Regions from separate parts of the Xenopus tropicalis genome. Here region 1 is linked to region 2. A link is a contact called in public Hi-C data. All regions are on one chromosome and are shown on one strand. The core of a region is the stretch at or near the end of the contact, and the rest is flanking DNA. Distances in the headings are between cores, read along the strand shown.

Region 1 (3,680 bases), core at 438-2,937, 43 kb after region 2:
TCCTTCTGTTTACTTTCTTTGTTCTCATGTAGAAGGAAAATGGCTGGGTGAGCAGGAGGGCCCACTGACACCTGGGCCCACCGGGAGTTTTCCTGGTATCCTGGTGGGCCAATCCGACACTGGCCAAACAAAGCTAGCAACACGTATTTCTGGAATTTAGGGAAATTTTGATCAAATATAAAAATGCAGATGATAATAATAAGAATTCAGTGCTTTCCTAGATAGATCAATTAAGGGTGACAGGAAAAGTCACCAGAAATATCAGCAAATATATTCTCAGAGAATAAAATTTGCCTGTTCTTCAAATCTTCTGCCATATTTTGTGATGGCATTTCGATAGCCACATCACATCAATACTGCGAAGATTTGCTACATACCTTGTTCACAGCCCTTTTGATGTCAAATTTAAACATTCACACAAACTAGTTACAGTATTATGCATGCGCCGCGGTGGTGTGACTACTTTTTTTTTAATGACAAAAAAATGCAGAAATGATTTTCTTGAAAATACATGTCTGCCCTGGAAATACTGGTAACACTGCATTTTTTATTCCAAAGCTAATATTTGTCATTGTATAATTCAAACGTATCATTCTGACATGAGGTCATATTATATTTGATGGAGAAAAAAAAACTAGTTAGCATTATGAGTTCATTGGTTTGACTTTTTAATAGACCTAAATTGCTGTTCCATTTGTCCCATTTAGAAAATACCAACTTAACCTTCTGTTCTTATCCCTTCATACCAAAAGGCCATTGGGAAAGACAAATGGTACAGTACAGGATCTCCAATTTGAGACCATCCAGTTGCTGCTAAACTACAGTTCCCAGAATTCTCCACTGCTGAGACCTATCATGTAGATCTTGAGAATAAACTGTGGGAGATTAGAAATACTTTATTTGTGAAAATCATGCGTCTTTAGGTTCTTGTATGCCTTGTAAGCTGTGTCTCTACATGTACTTCTGGAAATGAGAGTAAATTAGCAACACAGTAATGTTTCCCAGAATACTTGTCCCTTGGGGGTGATCACCTGTGCAGGGTGACAGAACTTAACACTGACGCATTTGTATCAATGGTTCACAACTTGCAGAGTATATGGGGCTATATATGATGACATACATGTATATTGCAAATCTGCCCTGATGCTCTTTTTCAGTAAATAAAGTCTCAATTTCAAGGGAAGCAAAGAGTTACATTTGGCCACTTATATATACTGATACTGGCATATTTGATGACCTCTCTTTTAGGAAACATCAGCAGACTAGATGATGCATCCAGAATCAGTGTGATCCAAAACTATTGCATGACTGTCTGTTCAAACTGACTGCCAAAGGACCTCTCTGGAGAATTATGGTCAGGCCAAAATTAGGTAAAAACAATTGCTGTAAGGGGGATGCTGGAAGTTGTAATTCAACAACAGCTGAAGGGTGGCAGGTTGAGCATCTCTCTTATACATACTTTTGCCTTTGTCCTGTGAGATTACGGCCACGCCTTCACATATTACCACATTATCTAAATCCAGCCCATGATGGGGGGGGGGGGGGGAGCCAGGGGGAATGACATTACTTAATTTTCCTACTTAAAGCTATTTTACATACCAGCTTCCCCTGCCTAGTAATGCCATGTGGCAAGTTCTGAACTATGCTGAAATACATGCTAAGCTTCATGGAATGTTGAGTAGTTGCACTTAACCTGACTTGCCTAAGTTTGTGTTTGCTCCTGAATTTGCTTACTGCTGTCCTACATTGCTTATATAACTTTATCTCACCTGGCAAAGCTTTTTCTGTTTGATAGGCAAATAGATCCTATGTGGGGTATCCGTATCTCCCTTAACGATAAACACTGCTAGCACCCATGACCACAATCGCCTAAAGCTATTGACTACAATGGCATTAAACCAACCCCCGCCTTCAGAGCCACTGGAGGTCTCTTTGCATTTTTGTGCTGGCAGAAAAGATACAATGAGTGACATTAACCTAATGACCATGTTTATGTAGCATGATCAGTTTTAGGACATTGCCCTGATTCCTGCTTGTGCCAGTTGAATTGTCATCATTGATGCAACTTGCATCTATCTATCTTGCAACTTGCAACTATCAAACTGGAGTTAATTTTTCAATAATGGTGCAATGCTGGGTAAAAACAAAGCATTAAGGGTAGAAAACATGGCCAGCTGTGCCAATATTTTGCATGCAGCACAGGTTTAATAAATTAGACTTGCTGTGTCAAACAGGCAATTAATTTCAATTAAAAACGTGCTCATTATCATAAAGTAAAAGCCTGATGTCAGCAAATATTCCACCCTATAAAAAAGCTGTAGCCAGTGGTTTAATCCCAAAAAGATTCTTTTTTTGTGTTCTAAAAGGCCCATTTCACTCTGTCTGTAGGAGGTGAATGAATGGAATATGCCCGGGTGCAGGCACATGTAGCCGAATACGCATTAAAACGCAAGACTTTGCATTCTGTCACGTTTTTCTGCGAATATCGGCTACATGTGCCTGCACCCGAGCATATTTCATTCATTCGGGTGTAGGCACAGGAAGGAGGTGTAGGGCAGTATTTTCAGCAAGCAATTTTCAGCTTGCCGAAAATATACACCATATGCCTGGTCTGACATTAGCCTTAAGGCCCCCATACACGGGCCGATAGAAGCTGCCGATATCGGTCCCTTGGACCGACTCGGCAGCTTATCTGCCCATGTAGGGGCAGAAACGAGCAGGCTGGCCGACCGATATCTGGCCTGAAATTGGCCAGATATCGATCGGCCAGGTTAAAAGATTCAGTTGGATCGGGGGCCGCATCGGCTCGTTGATGCGGTCCCCGAACCGACTGCCCCATTGCCGCCTACATAATCCGGTCGTTTGGCCCCAGGGCCAAACGATCGGATTATTTTTTTTTTTACTCCAGGCTCCCCAATATCGCTCACCCGTAGGTGGGGATATCGGGGGAAGATCCGCTCGCTTGGCGATCTCGCCAAGCGAGCGGATCTTACCGTATATGGGGACCTTTAGCCGTAAAGCAGATGAAATCTGTCAACAACTCACAGCACCAATGTTTATTGGAATTGCAATACAAATGTTGGGTTTTTAGAATAGAAGCAGTTCCCCTTTAATCATTTTAAATCTAAAATTAGTCTTTTAATCTTTTGAGAGGTGCACAGTGCGAGGTATGCAGAGCACCAAACATAAACCATTGTAATTCTGTTGTTGTTCACAACACTGCTGCAAATGTATGGCAAGTTGGCATGAATGCACATATTAAGAAAATATGGCAGCACAGCTTTAATAACTTGCATTAGCTTTTTTTCTTGAAGGCCGTATTGAGTAATGAATGGCTTCCACTGGGTTTTCCTTTTTTCACTTTTACTAAAAATGCCGTAGAGATCATTGTTCTTGGCTGTTGCCATATGATAATGTATCTATTATTACTCTCTAGAGATCATAACTTAGCATCTTCAGGCAATGCTCCAGAGATCATTAATGCTTTTTTTTCAGCTGGGATTGCATGCTGGCATTTTTTTTCATTCTGCAGTTGCACTTTTATGCCGCTGGTAAATACAAAGAAACAATGAAGATGCATTCTCATCATAAATAATTATCACTACATAATGAAAACTTATGATTATGAAACATGATCCAATGAACTTCGTTGTAGAAGGATTCGCATTTCTGCTCTTCTC
Region 2 (3,754 bases), core at 945-3,444:
GACTGGTGTCCCCCCAAGCAATTCTACTATCTTCAGGGGGAAAGAGAATGAAAGGGGAACTCCCTAGGAGTACAGGGTTAACAAAACTCTCATTTAGTACCCAGCACCAGCCCACAACTTCTATGCTTTCAAACCATGTCAGAATTTAAGAGGGAGGAGCTCTACCGAATCAGGTTGCAATTTAGACATAAAAATAACAAAATTTACCAACTTTTATTACAAGTGTGTAGACTTTAATCCAATGATAATCAATGAGACCAGTAATATGAAAGAAACAGAAAATCCTTAAATGTATTATGAACTTGCCAAAACTGTGTGTTGTTGCAGAATTATATAATTAAATACAACAATTCTATAACTATATATTATATATATATATATATATATATATATATAATCATTTTCTTCTGCAGAAGTGTAGGCTGCTATAAAGACCATTACTGTAAAGAAACATGGGGTACAACAGGGAAAACATTATTTATTATAATAAACAAAGTTCAGTGAATCATGTGACAAATTATATTGCTAAGAACTGATTATGACCAATGACATCACTAAGCTCTGGATATCATTTACAGCATATTTATGGCTATAGTTTTACTTCCGGTGGGACTAGTCTTTAATGGAGTATTACTAGGACAACCTATACAAAGGGATGCAGCAGGTCACAACCTTTAGCTTAAAAATAACTGCTTTTACATCTACAGGGCTCCTGTACGAACGACTTCAACATGTCTGAGCAAAACCCTGAACATACCTTTCATACAGAAGTTATCAACAAAGACCACACAACAAAATCTGTAGCAAGCATCAGTTGTGTTCAACAAGAATGTGCCTCACCCGTATTTCAACTTATTGGATCCAAAAACCACATGTTAACCTTTCCAGCATTATCAATGTTATCCGTATTCAGGTACAGGGATGATTCACCAAGATGTACAAAGGTTTACAGCAAGCCCTTCTGTTATAATCAATTACTTACAATTAAGTAAACTCTGTTAGCATTAATACCATTTGGAGTATCACCAAGAAACATATCTCAAAAAAGTAATATTAACACTCAGTCCTCTGGGTGAAAAATGTAAATAATGACACTATTTTTTTATCTGATCATGGTCACCTTTTCATAGATTTCACACCTGACTGGATCCTAAAACACAAGTTACTGACCCACAATTTTTAAAAAGTCTAAGATACATTGTAGGTAACACATAATTAACATTTGAACAGAGATACTGCTAATGAATAGTGCTTATGCAGCCTGATTTAGCAAGGGAGCAAATTCTTACAAAACAACTGCATTTCCTCATTTTGAAGCTATGAATAAATTACGGCTTTAAACTAAGAAAGCATTCCCCTGTACTCAGTATAAAGTGCTGTATACTTTGCAAATGTATGAATAAAAGACATGGCCAAGAGATTTTAAAAATATTCAGCCAGAGAAAAACCCTGAACAAATATAATAATGACAGAAGTGCAAGCTGCTGCCAAAATGCCTCATTGAAGGCAAATAACTGGAAAGAAGCAAAACTGTTGCAAAAGAAGCAACATTGTTGCAAGACATATTTCTAACTCATTTCAATGTCACAGTTTACCCAGTCCATTATAATGTGAATCCTACACTAAGAATAAAGAGACACATGTGTGAGTTGCAGCTTCATACATGTAAATCAGGCATACAGTTTGGACGTTTTTCAAGCTGCACAGAGGCAACAAAACAAGGTACAACATCTGTAAGAATGTTTGGCAACTGGCAGCCAATGGCCTAGTTATTACTCAAAAGGGTTGGGAGGCAGTGGAGCACTGGCTGATAAGCAGTTACAATGTACCAATATAAAAGTCTTATGCCCATAGGTTAGGGGGGCAGCAACATGATTGTGCCAAGGGCTCTGTAACTAGTTCCAGTTAGGGCAGTGCTGAAACTGAACTACTTTTCCCAAGCATCAGAGCAGGCTAAAGAGCCTAAAAGTGTCAGTCACTGAGAATGCAATACCTACAATAATTATATTAGTGTATATTAGCTTCAAGTCAAGCTGAAAGCTGCGCCGGAAGATACTAATACAGTAAAACTACATAAAAATAAAAAAATGTATATAACAGTTATACATTACCTAGCCAGCACTTACCATACAGGTTTTACACACACAATGTGCCCACAACACCTTGCTGTCTACTCTACATAAGGTACCGGTTCCCCCTGCCCCGCCCTACTCACCTCCACCGATTCTCAGTCTCTAGAACTGCCCCACTTCCGGCAGCCACTTCCCACTGTGCCTCCTTCCAAGCTACTTCCGTGTGATAATAAGAAGGAGGGGCTTTCTATCTTGGAGGAGGAGCCCAGTGTGCGATTCGCTGTAAATTGAACGCAGTCATATCCTTGAGTCCACATTTAGTCCTGGCAATAATGTACAGTTGATATAACTGGGGTGCGATAAACCCATACCCGATGTAATTTTTTATCCTGCCTGCGTCTGATAGGGTTATTTCTGCCATTCTATTTGGCGGAAACCAGTATTCTGCATTGCAAATGACAATTGCCCTTTATTTTCATGGAACGCTTTTATTGTTCCGGTCATGTGACAAGAACGAACCACCAACGTGTGTATCTGTTTCTTCAATCTGTTACCAAAGATGGTCACAGAGCGAACATGATGCGAGGAGGGGCTGGGGTTAAGCGGTGACTGACAGCACATCAAACTGGGCGGGTGGTAGTACCTACTGAGATCAAAGAAATCGCGCGATTTTTCATATGCAAGCAGAACTCCAATACTTTGGGCGAATGCCATACTAAGAGTGTTTAGGGCATTTTGTAACTTTGGGGGCGCTGCCGCATGAGGGGAGTTTCTCAACTCGCCTCATGGTAACAGCGCCTCTGTATGTTAATGTTATTAGTAGAGAAGAAATAAAAATACAGAAAGGCCAGTTTATTTTCCAGTACACGGACAACCCTAGTGAAGACACATAAGGACAGTGGCACACGTGGAGATTAGTCGCCTGCGATAAATCTTCGCTATTTTGGGCGACTAATCTCCTTTAAATGCCATCCCTCTGGCAAGAATGTAAATTGCCAGTGAGATGGCATACGCGGCACTTCGGTTTCCAGAAATTAAACTGAAGCCAGTGGGATGGCATTAGGGGGATTAATCAGCCACGGTTACAAGGATTTATCGTGGCTTACTAATCTCTTTATGTGCCACTGCCCTAAAGCGATTAGTTACTGCGACTTATAAGGGCTCTGGCACACGGGGAGATTAGTCGCCCACGACAAAACTCCCTGTTTGCGGGCGACTAATCTCCCCCGAGTTGCCTTCACCTGCCATCCCACCGGCAAAAATATATATTATATTTTCGCTGGTGGGATGGCACACGTGGCGGCGCGATTTCGCGCAAATCACCGAAAAAGCCTCGCGAGGCAACTTCGTCGATTTGCACGAAGTCGCGCCGCCGCGTGTGCCATCCCACCGGCAACTTACATTTTCGTCGGTGGGATGGCAGGTGAAGGCAACTCGGGGAGATTAGTCGCCCGCGAACAGGGAGTTTTGTCGCGGGCGACTAATCTCCTCGTGTGCCAGAGCCCTAAAAAACTAGGCGTCTAATTGCTGATTTAACTGCCATAGATTAATGTGCAAGCCGCTGTGACTAATCATGCTTGGTTTGGACGCGCTAATTGGTCGCCACAACTTTTTAAAAAGACTAATTGCCCCATGTGTCTCTGCGCTACACAGGAAGATTAGTTGCCCGTGATAAATCTGCA

The links. A called contact is a pair of places that touch in the nucleus more often than the background predicts.
Region 1: a contact with region 2 is called in a Hi-C map of liver, with 3 times the contacts expected there. The contact joins the enhancer-like site here to the promoter of cap1 in region 2. A contact is called at or near these places in 5 of 5 Hi-C or Micro-C datasets (brain, gastrula embryo, liver and 2 more).

What each region holds. Positions count from the first base shown.
Region 1 is chr2:90,877,709-90,881,388 of UCB_Xtro_10.0, forward strand. No RefSeq gene overlaps it. Among named protein-coding and RNA genes, the nearest start is that of mycl, 17 kb to the right of the region's middle. Within about 2 kb of position 1,688, at least 2 of the 11 cell types and tissues checked have an H3K27ac peak or open chromatin away from gene starts, as enhancers often do. A contact at or near this core is called in liver, where this site is marked.
Region 2 is chr2:90,834,274-90,838,027 of UCB_Xtro_10.0, forward strand. cap1 (cyclase associated actin cytoskeleton regulatory protein 1) reads right to left here and starts at 2,195. Exons shown (of 13, transcript NM_001001239.2): 1 at 2,127-2,195.